Linked DNA regions of Mus musculus: regions 1, 3 and 4 are each linked to region 2. The links are chromatin contacts, called in public HiChIP or PLAC-seq and promoter capture Hi-C maps. All regions are on one chromosome and are shown on one strand. The core of a region is the stretch at or near the end of the contact, and the rest is flanking DNA. Distances in the headings are between cores, read along the strand shown. Region 1 overlaps Slc44a5 (solute carrier family 44, member 5). Region 2 holds the start of Slc44a5 (solute carrier family 44, member 5). Region 3 overlaps Slc44a5 (solute carrier family 44, member 5). Region 4 overlaps Slc44a5 (solute carrier family 44, member 5).

Evidence for each region. Promoter capture Hi-C pulls out the DNA fragments that hold promoters and counts their contacts. HiChIP or PLAC-seq counts read pairs in DNA pulled down with a chosen protein or histone mark.
Region 1: an H3K27ac HiChIP or PLAC-seq map of neural progenitor cells shows a contact between it and region 2, with 3 times the contacts expected there. The contact joins the enhancer-like site here to the promoter of Slc44a5 in region 2. A contact is called at or near these places in 7 of 39 promoter capture datasets (the C10 cell line, cranial neural crest, embryonic stem cells and 4 more), 4 of 484 Hi-C or Micro-C datasets (cortical neurons, forebrain, nephron progenitors and 1 more) and 7 of 115 datasets of contacts at active chromatin or transcription factors (VIP interneurons, embryonic forebrain, embryonic hindbrain and 3 more).
Region 3: a contact with region 2 is called in an H3K27ac HiChIP or PLAC-seq map of VIP interneurons, with 4 times the contacts expected there. The contact joins the enhancer-like site here to the promoter of Slc44a5 in region 2. A contact is called at or near these places in 10 of 39 promoter capture datasets (the 3T3-L1 cell line, the C10 cell line, cranial neural crest and 6 more), 2 of 484 Hi-C or Micro-C datasets (bone marrow-derived dendritic cells and conventional dendritic cells), 21 of 115 datasets of contacts at active chromatin or transcription factors (SST interneurons, T-cell acute lymphoblastic leukemia, VIP interneurons and 11 more) and 1 of 9 other capture datasets (adipose tissue).
Region 4: a promoter capture Hi-C map of stem cell-derived epiblast-like cells shows a contact between it and region 2, with 3 times the contacts expected there. The contact joins the enhancer-like site here to the promoter of Slc44a5 in region 2. A contact is called at or near these places in 19 of 39 promoter capture datasets (the 3T3-L1 cell line, 3T3-L1-derived adipocytes, the C10 cell line and 11 more), 2 of 484 Hi-C or Micro-C datasets (Th2 cells and embryonic fibroblasts), 15 of 115 datasets of contacts at active chromatin or transcription factors (the SCID.adh cell line, SST interneurons, bone marrow-derived macrophages and 11 more) and 1 of 9 other capture datasets (embryonic stem cells).

Annotation. Positions count from the first base shown.
Region 1 is chr3:154,143,790-154,147,452 of GRCm38.p6, reverse strand. The region is part of intron 1 of Slc44a5 (solute carrier family 44, member 5); the gene reads right to left. Among named protein-coding and RNA genes, the nearest start is that of Gm40185, 46 kb to the right of the region's middle. Within about 2 kb of position 1,987, at least 10 of the 459 cell types and tissues checked have an H3K27ac peak or open chromatin away from gene starts, as enhancers often do. A contact at or near this core is called in neural progenitor cells, where this site is marked.
Region 2 is chr3:153,971,887-153,975,300 of GRCm38.p6, reverse strand. It overlaps Slc44a5 (solute carrier family 44, member 5), which reads right to left and starts at 1,865. Exons shown (of 22, transcript NM_001081263.1): 1 at 1,503-1,865. The coding sequence starts at 1,536.
Region 3 is chr3:154,170,435-154,173,832 of GRCm38.p6, reverse strand. It overlaps Slc44a5 (solute carrier family 44, member 5), which reads right to left. Exons shown (of 22, transcript NM_001081263.1): 2 at 2,216-2,264. Among named protein-coding and RNA genes, the nearest start is that of Gm32399, 21 kb to the left of the region's middle. Within about 2 kb of position 1,257, at least 72 of the 459 cell types and tissues checked have an H3K27ac peak or open chromatin away from gene starts, as enhancers often do. A contact at or near this core is called in SST interneurons, VIP interneurons, astrocytes and 5 more, where this site is marked.
Region 4 is chr3:154,207,272-154,210,863 of GRCm38.p6, reverse strand. The region is part of intron 3 of Slc44a5 (solute carrier family 44, member 5); the gene reads right to left. Among named protein-coding and RNA genes, the nearest start is that of Gm40184, 4.0 kb to the right of the region's middle. Within about 2 kb of position 1,378, at least 22 of the 459 cell types and tissues checked have an H3K27ac peak or open chromatin away from gene starts, as enhancers often do. A contact at or near this core is called in the SCID.adh cell line, epiblast stem cells, stem cell-derived epiblast-like cells and 1 more, where this site is marked.

The DNA.
Region 1 (3,663 bases), core at 738-3,237, 170 kb before region 2:
AAAAAGTCAAAATTTGCATTGAATTTTGACTATTATTTGAACTTTACTAGCTTCTTAAAATTTATTACAAATGTAAAAATAAGATGGGTGTGTATATAAAGCATATTTCTTTTTATATATATATGTATATATAATGTGATGTTTTAATACACAAATAACCTAATATGCTTATTTGAAAAATATGTTAAAATATATAATAATTCATTACTATAAATTTCAAGTATATGCAATATGGTTTCATGTATATCCAATATGGTTTGACACATATGTGCTGTGATTTCTTGTAAACCAATTCTACCTTTGATAAAGTCAAGATGATTATGTTCTAGGTTCATTTCTATTGTTTGTGATAAAACATTCTGACTAGAAGCAATGTAGGGGAGGACAGGGCTTCTAGTTCTGTGTCATAGTCAGTCACTGATGCAAGAACATTAACACAGGAACTGCATGGCAGGCTACGCAGTGTTACCACCAACTAACGAATTCACAACACGAATTCACAACACAGCCAAAGAGTCATGATAAGAACCACAGAGGGTGCTGCTATTGCTTGACAGGAAGACATGTTCAGCTGATTAGGTGATACATTTTAGGAACATCTACCTAAGGAATGGTGCCACCCACAGTGGGCTAGGCCCTACCACACTAAGGGAAAGTTAAGACAAACCTCCCCCGACCCTCAGTGATGTGCCAACAGGCCACTCTGATGTAGGCAATTCCTCAATTGAGATTCTCTTCTCAAATAATTCTAGGCTGTGGCATGTTAAGATTTAAAACTATCTAGCACAGCTCCAAAGTAAACCCAAAGTATTCATTCTTCCACTGTTAATAACCCCTTCATATAGGAAAGAATCCATAGTACTATATTAAAAATATCGTAATGTTCTTCATTAGTTTTTATTTGATATTTGTTTTTCGATTTGTTGATTTTTGAGACAAGGCCTCATATAGGTGGAAATTGGTCTCAGATTCACTGTGTGTGTGTCCAAGGACAACCTTGAACTTCGGGTCCTCCTGCCTCTGCCACCTAAGAGCTGAGATTGCAGTGTGCACTGCCCTTTCCCACAAATGTGGTGCTGATGATCAAATACAGGGCTCTGTGGATGTCAGGCAGCACTCTTCCAATTTTGCTACACTCAGCCTCTATTATTTACTTAATTTTTCTTAATAAAACCTTAATTATGTGCTCATGTGTTTGCTGTGTGTGTGCCTTTGTGCATATGTGAGTCCAAGTACCTGTAGAGTCCAGAAGACAGTGTGGGGTCCCCTGGAGCTGGAGTTACAGGTATTTGTGGGCTGCCTGACACGGGTGCTGGGAACTGAGCATGGGTAACCTGCCAGAGCAGTGAACGTTCTCAACCGTAAAGACCTCTCTAGCCCCCGTGGCTTTATTATTTTTAGAAAGATTAAATCTCTTCAGAGTTCTGCAGGCACAGAAGAGAAAGAAGTGAGATGTTCTTTTGACTGTAATGGTTAAATTGAAAGGAAGCCTGTGCTTTGTGGAAAGCTGTGCTCTCTGGGTTGCCATGACAGCAGTGTTCTTTCTGATGGTATGCTGCTGTTCTTCCACAAACAAAGTAATTTAAGTATTAACAGTTTAATCATGAATTTTACTCAGTTAACTTATTTTTTAAAAATAAGTATCAGAATGTATTAAATCTTTTTCATATTTCCAATTAAATATAACTTGCTCACTATTATAAAATAAAGAGCTTCCTTTCTCAGTAACTAAGGAAAAATAACTAAGTTTTAAGGGAAAGAAAAACCTTGCTAAAAAATTTGAAGTTTGAAGATCAATCAATGGTCAAGTTGTTCCATCTTTAACCCCTGTAACACACTTTCAGTCTTGGTTCTGAGTCCCTAGGTCAACACTTACATGTAAACCATCCAGCTTCCTTGGCAGGCTTTGGACACTAGGATACTATTCACCCATACTTGAGCAATTCTCGTGAGATAGTTCAGTGAGTAAAGGCTCACAAGACAAAGCTTGATGGCCTCCGTCCAATACCCAGGACCCACATGGTGAAAGTAGAGAAGTGACTCTTGCAAACTGTCTTCTTACCTCCACGGCTGGGAGCCAGGCCAGTCCCAGGCTTCCTCAGAGGCCTTGATTGAAGGACAAAAGGAACCTAGTTCTCTGTTCTTGCCCATGGAGTAGAGTTAACAAGGTTCAATCTGGGGCTGGGGCCAGGGCTTTGAAGGAGTTAAGGTTTGGTTCATGAGAACCTGACATCCCTGCCTCTGAAGAGACTGGAGTTATCAGTCTGAAGGCCTCTGCATGCACTGTCTGTGGTGCACTTGAGATGCCCTGAGCTCCCTTTGTGTAGCATTGCTTGATTAGCTTCCTACTGACTTCATCCCATTATGTGATAGTTTTCTGCTGACTCTGATCCATTTCCCCACTGCAAATAGGACATAAAATGCTGTAGCTATCAATAAGCTTGCTTGGCATAAGCCATCAACTCTTGCAAGACCTCCAAGTCCTAACTTTCCTATTTTCTTTCTTTTTCTCATTCCCCCTTTCTCTCCCTCAGGGACCTGTCACTGAAGAACAACCATTTGTGGGACCAGGTCATCCCACAAATGAATAGTGACATGAGTGTGTATGTACACATACAAACACATACATGCACACATGCATACACACATGCTCACATATGCACACAATTGTACACACATATGGACACATGCACACACATCTACACATGCATGCACACACATCTACACATGCATGCACACACTTATATACACATGTACACACATGCATGCACACATGCATACACATGTACACACACATGGATGTACACACACACAGATGCACACACACTTGTACACATACATGCACATACATGTATACTTGTACATGCACAATCACATATGTGCACACATTGTACATGCATGTGCACACACAGCAAATAAATAGATAAAGAGATTAAATAAACAAATAAAGAAAACAAATGAATGAATGGAGGAAGCATATTGCAGATCAAGACAGGTAGGACAAAGTGGAGTGATCCATATCTGTGAGAGCAACACAGTGAGCTCATTACTGTGTTTATTAACAATAGAATAAATAAAAACATAGAACTACTTGAATAGGTTAGAGTTTTCTGACTGACATCATTCAGTGTGCAGGAAATTCTGCTCCTCCGTGACCCTTCCTGGAACTTAAAGCAAGGCTGGAAGCCCAAAGCAGGCAAGGCTGCTGAAGTTAAAGTTATGGACAATGCTTTAGTGCTTGGCAGAGGAAAGAAGTGCAGGCTCTCGGTATTCAGGCCAGAACATCAGCTTCACCCATCTATAGCTGAACGACGTCTACAGAAGGAATGTCAGTTTACCCATCTACTTGTTGGAACTTCTCTACTTAATCAGATCGCCTTTATGTCACTTTTATCTCTCCTCCTGCTGGGTCTGACTCAGGCTGGGATAGCAAGCTTACCAGGATAGCACGTTTTCCTGTTGCAAAGACAGCCAAAGGTTCATGTTGGAAAATCTATAGGTAATTTCTCCTACAGAATGTAAATATGTATATTCAAGTTCTTGACCTAAATTTTAAAGATTATTTTACTAGCATACAAAGAGATTAATTGCATGCTATTTTCATACATGTACATGATCATAAGTTGTTTGTTCATACATGTACATGATCATAAGTTGTTTGCT
Region 2 (3,414 bases), core at 616-3,115:
GCTTCATACAGTGTAGAGTGTGCACCCTGTCAATCGGAGGTTACACGAATTCTTTGCTATGTGGCAAGGAGAGAAAAGTGTCTTGCATGGATAAATTCTGTCAGCCTTCACAGAGGGCCTTGAAAGACTCATCAGTGGGGGATGGGGGCGGGGTTATGAGGTCTAAGGCCTCGCTGCTGACCAGAAGTCACAGTGCTTTTAAGGAAAGTCATTTAAGTACAATTGCTGTCAGCAGGTGACAGTTTCAACAATGAGATACCCACAGTGTTTGTAGGAACGTCTCTGGAGAATGTCGGATGATGATTTTTAACCCTTTCCAGTAAGCCATTCAAAATCCTGACATCCAGGCAGAGCACTTAAGTAAACTGGAATCCCCAGCAAAAACTAGGGAAAAGAACAAGAAGCAAACCCAAGGTCCTTGCACTGCTGTGGTCCAAAGCAACACATTTCATCCTAGGCCTAGCTCTCACCGCGGGATGACCCCAAGGGATAACCCCAAGGGGTGTAAGGAGTCTCTGTCCCACAGGCTATGAGGTCCACTGCGTTGCAAACCAACTTTAAACATTGATCGTTCTTCCTGGAAACAACCCTCGGGTTCCTGTCTGTATATGCATGCCCTTCTCGTGCTGCTTGGTGCCTTGTCACCCCCTTCCCTCTGTCCCCAGTGCTGCAGCCAGGGAAGGATCTGGCAGCGAGTCACTACCTCGCTGAGTTTGCGCTCCGCGCACCTGTTCCCCAGGGCTGATGGGAGCCAAGCAGGAGGCAGGTTTTCCCTGGTTTCGCCCAAAGTGAGCAGAGGTGCCTCGAGTTACCCTAGCAACAAGCTCTTCCCACAACCTTCCAGCATCCTTTCCACCCCTCAACTTTCCAACTTTTGGCAAATGTATTTCCAAAGAAGCAACAGGGGGATGACCCAGTTGGAGTCCAAGCCCGTCTGGACAAGAGCCCACAAGGATCTGGCTAGTAGCAAGGCCCTTGACAATAGGTTGGGGTGGGGAGAGAGACAGCCAGACAACCAGGGATGGGAAGATTAAGAAAATGGATGCAGAACTTGCCTGCCCCCCCCCCCCCGCAGCCGCCCCTCCCCGCGTGCCCCGGGAGATGAAGGAGGGGAAAGAATCAGGGCTTTAGGAAAAGAGACAGATGAGAGGAGATGAAGATAGAGAGATAGAGGTTGGAACAGGAGAGGGAGAGAGACTGACTCTAGCAACCAAGTCACTTCTCCTCAGGAGCCAGGCAAAATGCAACAGATACCCGATCCCCAAGCCGCAGTGTAGAAAGGGAGTGTGGTGACAAGAGTCTCCAGGTTCCAAACCAGAGACAAACTCCTTCTCAAGAGTCCCCGAGGCCGAGGGAGACAACCGTGTGCAGAAGAGTCTCTCCCCAACCCATCCCCTGCAGAAGGCAAACTCTTGCCCGCTGCTACCTGCCACTTGGCCAAGCCAGGCTGCGATACCGCCAGCGGAGACGTGGATATGGAGGTGGAGACGAGAAGGACTCACCCTGGCTGCTGGGGGGCTTTCTCTTCCGGGCCATCCTCAGTCTGGTCCCTTCCCCCCCGGGTCCGCCGCGCAGAGCCTCCTGTGCCGCGCAGCCCCGGGAGCTCCGTCGCCTGAGCTCAGCGAGCTCTTTGTGGCGGTGATGGCATATGCCAGGCGGCGGCGGTCAGGTTGCGCGCTCCACTCCACTCGGCTCTGCTGCGCGGGCGCAGTCGCCCCTCAGCTGCCCGCCGCCAGACCGAGCCCCCGCACGCTCTGCGGCGGCCACGGCGGCCCCCTCTGCTGTGCGGCGCCTCTACTGGAGGCGCAGCGCCGGGTCCCCGGAGCGCCAACCCAGCGCCCACCTCCCTCGATCGCGCGCCCGCCCTCCCCACGCGTCCCCCTCCCCACTCGCCGAGCCCTCCGTCCCACGGGCGCCGCCAGCCCTGGCACGGCACCCTCGTCCAGCGACAGTTGGTAGCGGCTGAGGACGGCAGGGACATTCCAGTCAGCAGGATTCAAGGGGGCTGTTGGACTGAACCCCAGTCTGGCATTCCTGTTTCTCAAGGGCACCGGGGTCCCCAGCTGACTGAGACAGGATCTGTCCATCACCTAAAAGAGCAGTCCTCCTCCGCAGACCCTGAATCACACCTGGGCGATGCGCTGGAGTGTCAGCTACTTCTGGTCCTCCTGAGGGAAGATGTTAAGCTGGAGGACCTGCAGGGAAAGAGAAGTGAATTCCCACAAATGGCCTGTCACCAGACCCTGGCAGGTGACCTTGCTCGGGTCCCAAGGCTCTTCATTTTGAGAGTTCAGCATCGCTTCTTGAGCTGCCAGGAAAAGGCAAATAAAGTTTGCCTATCTGGGTTAGAGTTGGTGCCCTGATTTCTTAACCTCCTACAGAAACTTAGGCCCTGGGGTCCCATTCTTTCTCGCTCTGGTTAGGAGGCCTACTGGCAAAGTTTCAAGTTCCCTGGAACTGTCCCCTCCTGGGTGCTAACGAGGGGCAGGTTGGTATATCCTGCTACTGCCCCCAGGCAACAGGAAAAGCTAAAGTTTAGGGCTAATCTGAAAATATAAAGGAGTCAGGGCTTTAAAAGAGTGGCAGATGCGGGACTAGTGTCTGGGATCCAAGCATTCGGGAGACAGAGGCACGAGGATGGCCATGAGTTTAAATCTACACTGTAGAGGTGGTTTAATAGTCCAAAGCACTTCCAATTCACATTTTTCTTTTCTTGTTCCTAAGTACAGCTTCCCATACAATCTATCTAATATTCAGCTGTGATGGTTTGTATATGCTCAACTCAGGGAGTGGCACTATTTGAAGGTGTGGCTTTGTTGGAGTGGGTGTGTTACTGTGGAAGTGGTCTTCAGATAAAGATGTAGAACTCTCAGCTCTGCCTGCATCATGCCTGCCTAGATGCTGCCCTGATCCCACCTTGATGATAATGGACTGAAACTCTGAACCTGTAAGCCAGCCCAATTAAATGTTGTCCTTATAAGAGTTGCCTTGGTCATGGTGTCTGTCCACAGCAGTAAAACCCTAACTAAGACATCGGTGATTACAACTCAATACCCATTGACAGAAGGTTATCCCAGATCTAGTATAGTTTAATAGAAAAAAAAAAAAAAAAAAAAAAAAAAAAACACCAGAGTCAAAAACCACTGATAAGTTCTAGACTTGGGTCATTATACCTCTGTAAGATTGGGTGAGTCACTTAATTCCTCTGGTGGTTTTCTGTTTTCTGGTCCTGTCAAACGTCATGTCAAAGAGTCTGAGATATTTCAAGCAAGCAATGTGACTCAGACCTGTCATCTAGTGCCTGAGAGGCAGAGAGGCAGAGAGGCAGAGAGGCAGAGAGGCAGAGAGGCAGAGAGGCAGAGAGGCAGAGAGGCAGAGAGGCAGAGAGGCAGAGAGGCAGAGAGGCAGAGAGGC
Region 3 (3,398 bases), core at 8-2,507, 200 kb before region 2:
GCTGGAAGGGGAAGGGGGTGTCTCACTTTGTTTGCTTTCTCTCTGGCTCCTTTGAAGCCAGCCCTCCTGCTGTTCTGGGCAAGGGATTTGCCAGTGAGGACAGTTTCTTTTGTTCTTTAAGTGTCCCAATTACTTCCCTAGTAAGGGTCAGAAGAAGCCTGCTGCCTTCACAGCCTCCTGAGTCTCCCAACAGCTTGCTTCTGTGCAGGCCTGCATTCAGTCAGTCCTCAGGTGGTGGCGGGAGGTATATCCACAGAAACACCTATGTGGTGTCTGAAGTTCCATCCCCAAAGCCCAGAATTAAAGTTATTTCCTCACAGTGACTATCATGGGTGTTTGGAGTTTAGTGTGTCTGTGCGTGTGTGCGTGTGTGCATGTATGCATGTGTGTGTAACCGTGGATACACCACTACAGTGTGTATGTGTGAAGTTCAAGGACAACTTGTATAAGCCATTGTCTTCTCTCCTCCACTCATCCAGCTCTGGGGATGGAACTTGGGTCCTCAGGCTCCGTGGCAAGTGCCCCTACCCACTGTGCCATCTCACAGGGTCCTTAGCCATGTGTCTATTAACCATAGGGATCTTTCTAAGGAGTGCATCATTAAGTTCTCTGGCACTGAGAGAATATTGTAGGGTGGATTACATGAACCTGGATGGTAGACAATGCACACTACATCCATAGGCTAATGGCCCATAGGCACATAGGCACATACGACTTATATGGCCTCACCTAGTGTTCCTCAGCCACAGACCTATACATCAAGCTACTATGATGAATACTGTAGTGTTCTACTATAACCCAACAGTGAGAGCATGTGCATCTCAAAATGTCTACACAACGTGTGTTATAGATGAGGACAGCGTGGTTATTGTGATGCCACCGGACAGGGACGCTTCAATGACACATTGCTGTTGACCACATGATCCATAATGCTCTGGTGTAACCAGTGCCATACTCACGGTTCACTATTGACCAATATGTGGCCACATGATGGAACGTGAGTGTGGGGAGATCTCAATTTATTTCCATAAAATCAATCAGGCCTGTCTCATCTGCCTTCTCTATGGCTAGGAGAGGAACACTTGAAATTCACACTTCCTCTGCCTAAATGTGACAGGTGGCTTACTGTAACTGTTATTCTTGCCAAAGATGAATGATATTTAGTGGTCCCTGAGGGACAACAGGCTACTTTCAGTCCTTGTCAATTAGTTACTATGAAGCTTGAGGACCACGCTGAGCAAGGCTGCCCGCACTCCAGGCAACAGAGCACACTCACAGTATTACCACAGAGAGACTGACAGAGGCTCCAGACCCCTCCCCTAAGGAAGTGGACCTGTGGATGAGGAGCCTGAACAAACGGCCTGACATTTTACAGAATTAAAATAAGCTGCTTAAAGCTGGGAGATTTGAGGGAAATTGCAGGAACGGCTGGCACACATCCCAATGATTGGCAAGTGCAAATGAGAGTGCTGATCATTATTTTGCACCATGGTTTATTATGACATACGACTGCCAAAAATCAAAGTCAAGGCCCAGCAGAAAACAGCTACCAGCTGCATAATCCTGTCCTGTTTAGCTGTTCCACCCACAGCCATGTCTCTGATTAGCTGGAAGCCTGAGAATGAAGGATAGGTTACATCATAAGAGGGTTAAAGTATTGGCTGAAATTGAAATGTCACCCAGTGCTGGGGGAGGGGAGCACCAGCAAAGGCATGGTTATTTCTCTGGAGCACTCCAGTGTCCTGAAGACCCATGAGACGTCGGAGGATGATGGTCTCCAAGACGGTCCTTGCTTCTGGAAGCTGAGTGGCACACATGCCTGGTGTGGAAGAGGTTGGCATAGCAACTCTGCATCGGCCACAGTGAGTCACAGAGCTCACAGACACACAAAATAGCCACCTGAATGCGTCTCGTCTCCACAGGGAGGATAAGCTGCAGAAAGCATTTCTTGGGCTTTTACTCTTGGCAAACACAAGCTCTCGGTCTAGTGACTAAAGACAGATCATTTGCTGAATGAGCACAGTGTTCATGATTTGAGGAGAGATTTATTCTCTGTATGTTTCCTACATAAGTAAGGTTATGTTCGGGCAGAAATGAGGTATTTGTCCCTGACAATAGACAAAATTCTCCATGCGCTACAAAATGATGTACCCCAAATAAACTTTTGGTGGTTGTTTTTTAAATAAATGCATTCACTAGAAAAAAAGTCGTTTACCTTTTGGCAGTAGGTCCCTGGAAATCTGGGTCATACCTCCTTGGGTCACCTGCATTTAAAAACAAAGATCTTATAAGTATAGAAGCCAAAGAAGTAGCAAATAAATTAATATAAAATATTATCAAGGAAAGATTGGCATACGCCTTTAATCCCAGCACTCGGGAGGCAAAGGCAGGTGGATCTCTGAGTTCGAGGCCAGCCTGGTCTACAAAGTGAGTTCCAGGACAGCCAGGGCTATACAGAGAAACCCTGTCTTGGAAAACCAAAAAAAAAAAAAAAAAACAACAAAACAAAACAAAACAAAACAAAACAAAAAAAGAAAGATTTTCTTCTTGACTGGCCCACTGCTCCGTGCAATGGCAAATCCTTTCTTTGTCCACTGAAATAATAGGTGTATCCTGGTCACACTTGTCAAGATCTTGTCCTCTCTCCAGTGAGAGGCAAGACCACAGGGGCCACATACCCCAAATGTTGTGAAAATATCCTCCTGCTGAGAGCATCAACCCTGAAGATGGGGGTGGGAGTCTGGGGGACCCTTCAAAGCTGCTCAACCATCTTAACATCTGCCATGGCCCAGTGTGGTTAAGGACCTCTGAGGTGCACATCCCAACTGGAGGTGCTACTTATCCAGGTCTTCCTTCTTAGTACCAGTCCTCCGCCTTTCACTCAAGAAGAGCAGTTATCAGTCCTTGCTGACTTCTGCCCTATTGGCTGTATATTGTAGACTTCTTTAAAGACCTACTGGCAGACACTATGTACTATGGTGGTGATACAATACTTCTATCCTTGCCCTTTGGCCTTTGGACAAAGGAATGGCCTTTGTCTGTAACAAGTTATAGTACTGTGTTCTGTAAAGTTTCCTCTGACCAAAGGCCTGCAGTTGTAAACTCCAACCCCAGGGCTTCTCCCTGTGAGCGCTCCAACCTTTTCCTCTAGACATTTGGGTCTATTACAAAATTGGTCCTGAATCAAAGACAGGTTCTTAGAAGCATAGAGGAAAGCCTTCTGGTTGTCAGCAACTTGACTCTAGTTTCACGAAGTGGGAAAGCACACTGGAGAACTCAGAGGCTTCTGTGGGTGGGTACACGCAGGGCAGAGATGCAAAGGCATCGATTTGCAATGGAAATCCAGGAGTCAAGCAGCCCATAAATGTGTACAAACCACCTGTGATGCACAGAGCCAT
Region 4 (3,592 bases), core at 129-2,628, 240 kb before region 2:
CTGGGTGAGAAAATATTTATTACCTCACAGGTGGACTCCTACACCCAGGGCTGAATTTAGGGTGGAGTCCTTGGGTACAAGCCAGTCCCTCTTATGCTAACAACACTTCAAGAAATCTTGCAAGCACAGATGTGCACAGTAAAACCCAACAAAAAGTTAAAACCATCCGGTGCTTAAAGACCAGCTCAAATCTCAGTCAGAAACCAAATACGCCCTTTTTAGACGGAAGACTTACAAAACAGAAGTGTGACGGACAGAGCATGTGATTTAGTGTGTAAATGTATCGGGCCTGATAAGGAAAGCAGGAGGACATTTGATACTGGCCTCTCGGTCATCCTGTTAATGCATGACACATTTTTAGTTAATAAAAATGTGGTGCAACCATCCTCAAAATAGTGGAAATGAATTTTTTAAAATCTACTTAATTGAAGAAATTATTTTACTTTTGGTGAAACAATGTTTCTTGCCTATGACTTGACAGATAAGATCCTTCTGGTTTCAAAGAAAACAAAATGGGTAGTGTGGCCCCTGTGGCCAGTCCTCTCTCACAGGGAGCATTCAGTACACCATCCCCTAAGATAGAACCGCAGGATGCCTGGTGGTGACAGGTGTTGAGAGTGTGGGGCAGGAGGCCCCTTGTGCCTTGTAGGTAAGAATGTAAATTAGCTCAATTATCATGGAAAATAGGTTGTTCAAAACACTGAAATTAAAATGACCAGCAATGCCCCTTCTGGGGACACATCTCAGAACAAATAAAGAGGTGTCTGCATTCCCACATTGACTGCAGTGTTAGTCACAATATCCAAGTCGCAGAGACAATCTAAGCATCTGTCACATGAATGGCTAAGGAAAGTGAGAACATAAGCACACTCTATATACACATAAAACATCATTAAAGGCGGGAAGTCCTACTGTTTGTGACAATGGGGGAGGGTGTTGGTGTGCAAATTCAGAGGTCTTAGGCTAAGTGACACTGCCCAGGCACAAAACCATTTATCAGTTGATCTCACTAATGTGTGAACTCTGACAAGAATGACATTCACAGGCAGAAACCTGAACAGTAGGAAGAAACCCGGGTGGGGGTGGGGGTGGGGGAAGCAGGAAGACATAGATCAAGAGATAAATTTTAAGTAAAACAGGGGATGACAGCAACAGCTGGCCCAGGAAAGACACATTATTCATAATTCCCTTCAGGAATGAGGTTTATCTGAATGAGAAGGCTTCAAGGCCTGAGGTGGGAGGGAGAGCCTTGGAGGGAAAGAGAACAGTGGTGGAGAGCCAAAGGTGATGAGCCTTAAAGGGAAGGAGAGGGAGAGGCTCCCTTCAAAGCCTTGAGGGGAGAGGGAGAGAGGAGAGGGAAAAGGACATGGGGAGGGAGGGGGAGAGAGTACCATTATGCAAGGGGCGGGTGAGGGAGAGTGCCATCTCTGGGTGTGGGGCAGAGGAACCTCTCCAGATAGCAGCCTTCATCTCTGGACCAAATACCAGAGCCATCTCCGGGAGAGCCTTGTATTAATTTCTAGAACAAGAAGCGTCTGACTTTTTATAAACTTTTAGGGATAGAGGGAAGGGGCAGGGGATTTAGTTCAGCATAGCACACAGGACAGGAGCCTGGAGGAGCCAGGAGCACGTGAGAGCTGTAAAGTCACAGCACAGACTCAGGTACAGCATGGGGTGTGCACTGCACACTTGAAATTTTCTCCAGAGCACATCATAAGTGCTTTCACCCCCTCACAAAAGGCAATTATGTCAAGAGATGAATGCTAATCAGATTAATTGTGAAAAGAATTATACAGATGTGTTAATAGTGAATGCCTGTTGGGGCTAGGGATATAGCTTGGTTGGAAGAATGCTTCCTGTTGGGTGTGGAGCCCTGGGTTCAATCTCTAGCTTAAAAACCCTCTATGTTGCACATCTCAAATACCTACAATATTACATTAAGAAATCTAAAAGTGAAATGAATAAAATTTGAAGTGTTTAATTATACTTATTTGAGTAGAAACAGTCCCTTGCTTATCCAGACAGAATCGAAAAGTCATCCTAGAACTAACTTTGTTTTTTAAAACATTACATGAGTGAGTGGCCTTACTTAGGGACAGGAAATTTCTCCCTATGAAGGGGAAAGTGTAAGTCCCAGAATTCACCTGTACGCCCCACCTGCCAAAGAACCAGGAAACTTCCTGGAATGCTGGGAGTTGTAGTTCTTGGAAAATAACAAAGGTTCATGGGAAAATACAGTGGCTTATTGATTTATCTTTGTAAACCCCTGCAACATGTGCCTCTGAGCCATTCAGCTGGGTAACCCTAAGGAATGGTCCTGACCAAAGTCCATCTCTTGGTCATTATTTAATATTTAATAAAGCTTACTTTAAATTTGACCTAAAATGGTGGAACTGTGTTTTGGGGTTTTTGTTTGTTTGTTTTGTTTTTCTTTTTCTGGTGAATCTCAGGATTAACAAAACACCAATTTGTTCTAGGCAACATAAAGGATAATCCTTCAAACTCCCTGAGGTTTCTACATAATATAGATCACACACCTACTCAGCTACATCTCCTGGCCAAAACAACACAAATATCACCAAGAGACAGTGCTGAGCGTGGCTCCTAGGTGCTGTTCCCAGAGCTGAGCATGGCTCCTAGGTGCTGTTCTGAGACCATCTGGTTCTTGGCTGTTTTTCCTTCAGGTACACTGACTTAATGTGCTTGTGTTTTGCTCATAATCTGAGGAGTTGGAAATCTAAAGAAAAGCTTGGCTTCCAGTTGAGGTTTCTCAGACAGAAATCTCCAACAGAGGGCATTAACCATGGGTGCCCAGCTCAGACTCCTCACCCCATCTTCAGAAAGTTTTTCATTACTTTTGGGTTTCTCACAGTAGGACCACAAACTTCTGGGCTTATCTGCAGAAACACCCCTATCTATCTTCTCAGCTAATAAGAGTAATTACTCCAGGAAAACATCAAAAACCAAAACTGACTTTGGGCTCCAAGTTGAGGTACTTTTTAAGTACTGGACTAACCCATTCAACTGGAAAAATAAACTGAAAATCGTGGTATTTTTATATGTATAATGTTAACCCAAGGTTTACAGAGATCAACTTGCATAACAAGAATTCCTATTCTTATTTTCTAGTTACTGCAATAATTGACCAGCAGTTGCTGTTCAATCCCCCACAGTGAAGAAGGGAAGAGCGCCATTATCATAAATGTCATGTGATCACTCAAGCAGCTTGGATTCCTTCCACCCAGAGCCTCTACATCCACTCTGGAGAGATTCTTCTTTCTATCAGCAGAATGCTAAGTGCCTTTCTCACATGCAAGTATTACCTCTGCTGGCCACATCCAGCAAAGCACAAAGCTCAGGGTCTTCCCCACTAATTTTTTTGTGAGAAATAGAAATGTCCCCTTAGGACTGGATATTTAAACACTTGGCCCCCAAGATGATGGTGCTATTTGGGGAGGTTTAGCTGGTGCATCATTGTAGGAAGAAGCCCATGCCAGTGGGAGGGCTTTGAGAGTTTACACGGGGGGGGGGGGGGGGGGGGGGGGGGGGGAAGCTTCCCGCTTTCTCTCTGCTTGGGCTCCTGCTGAGAGGT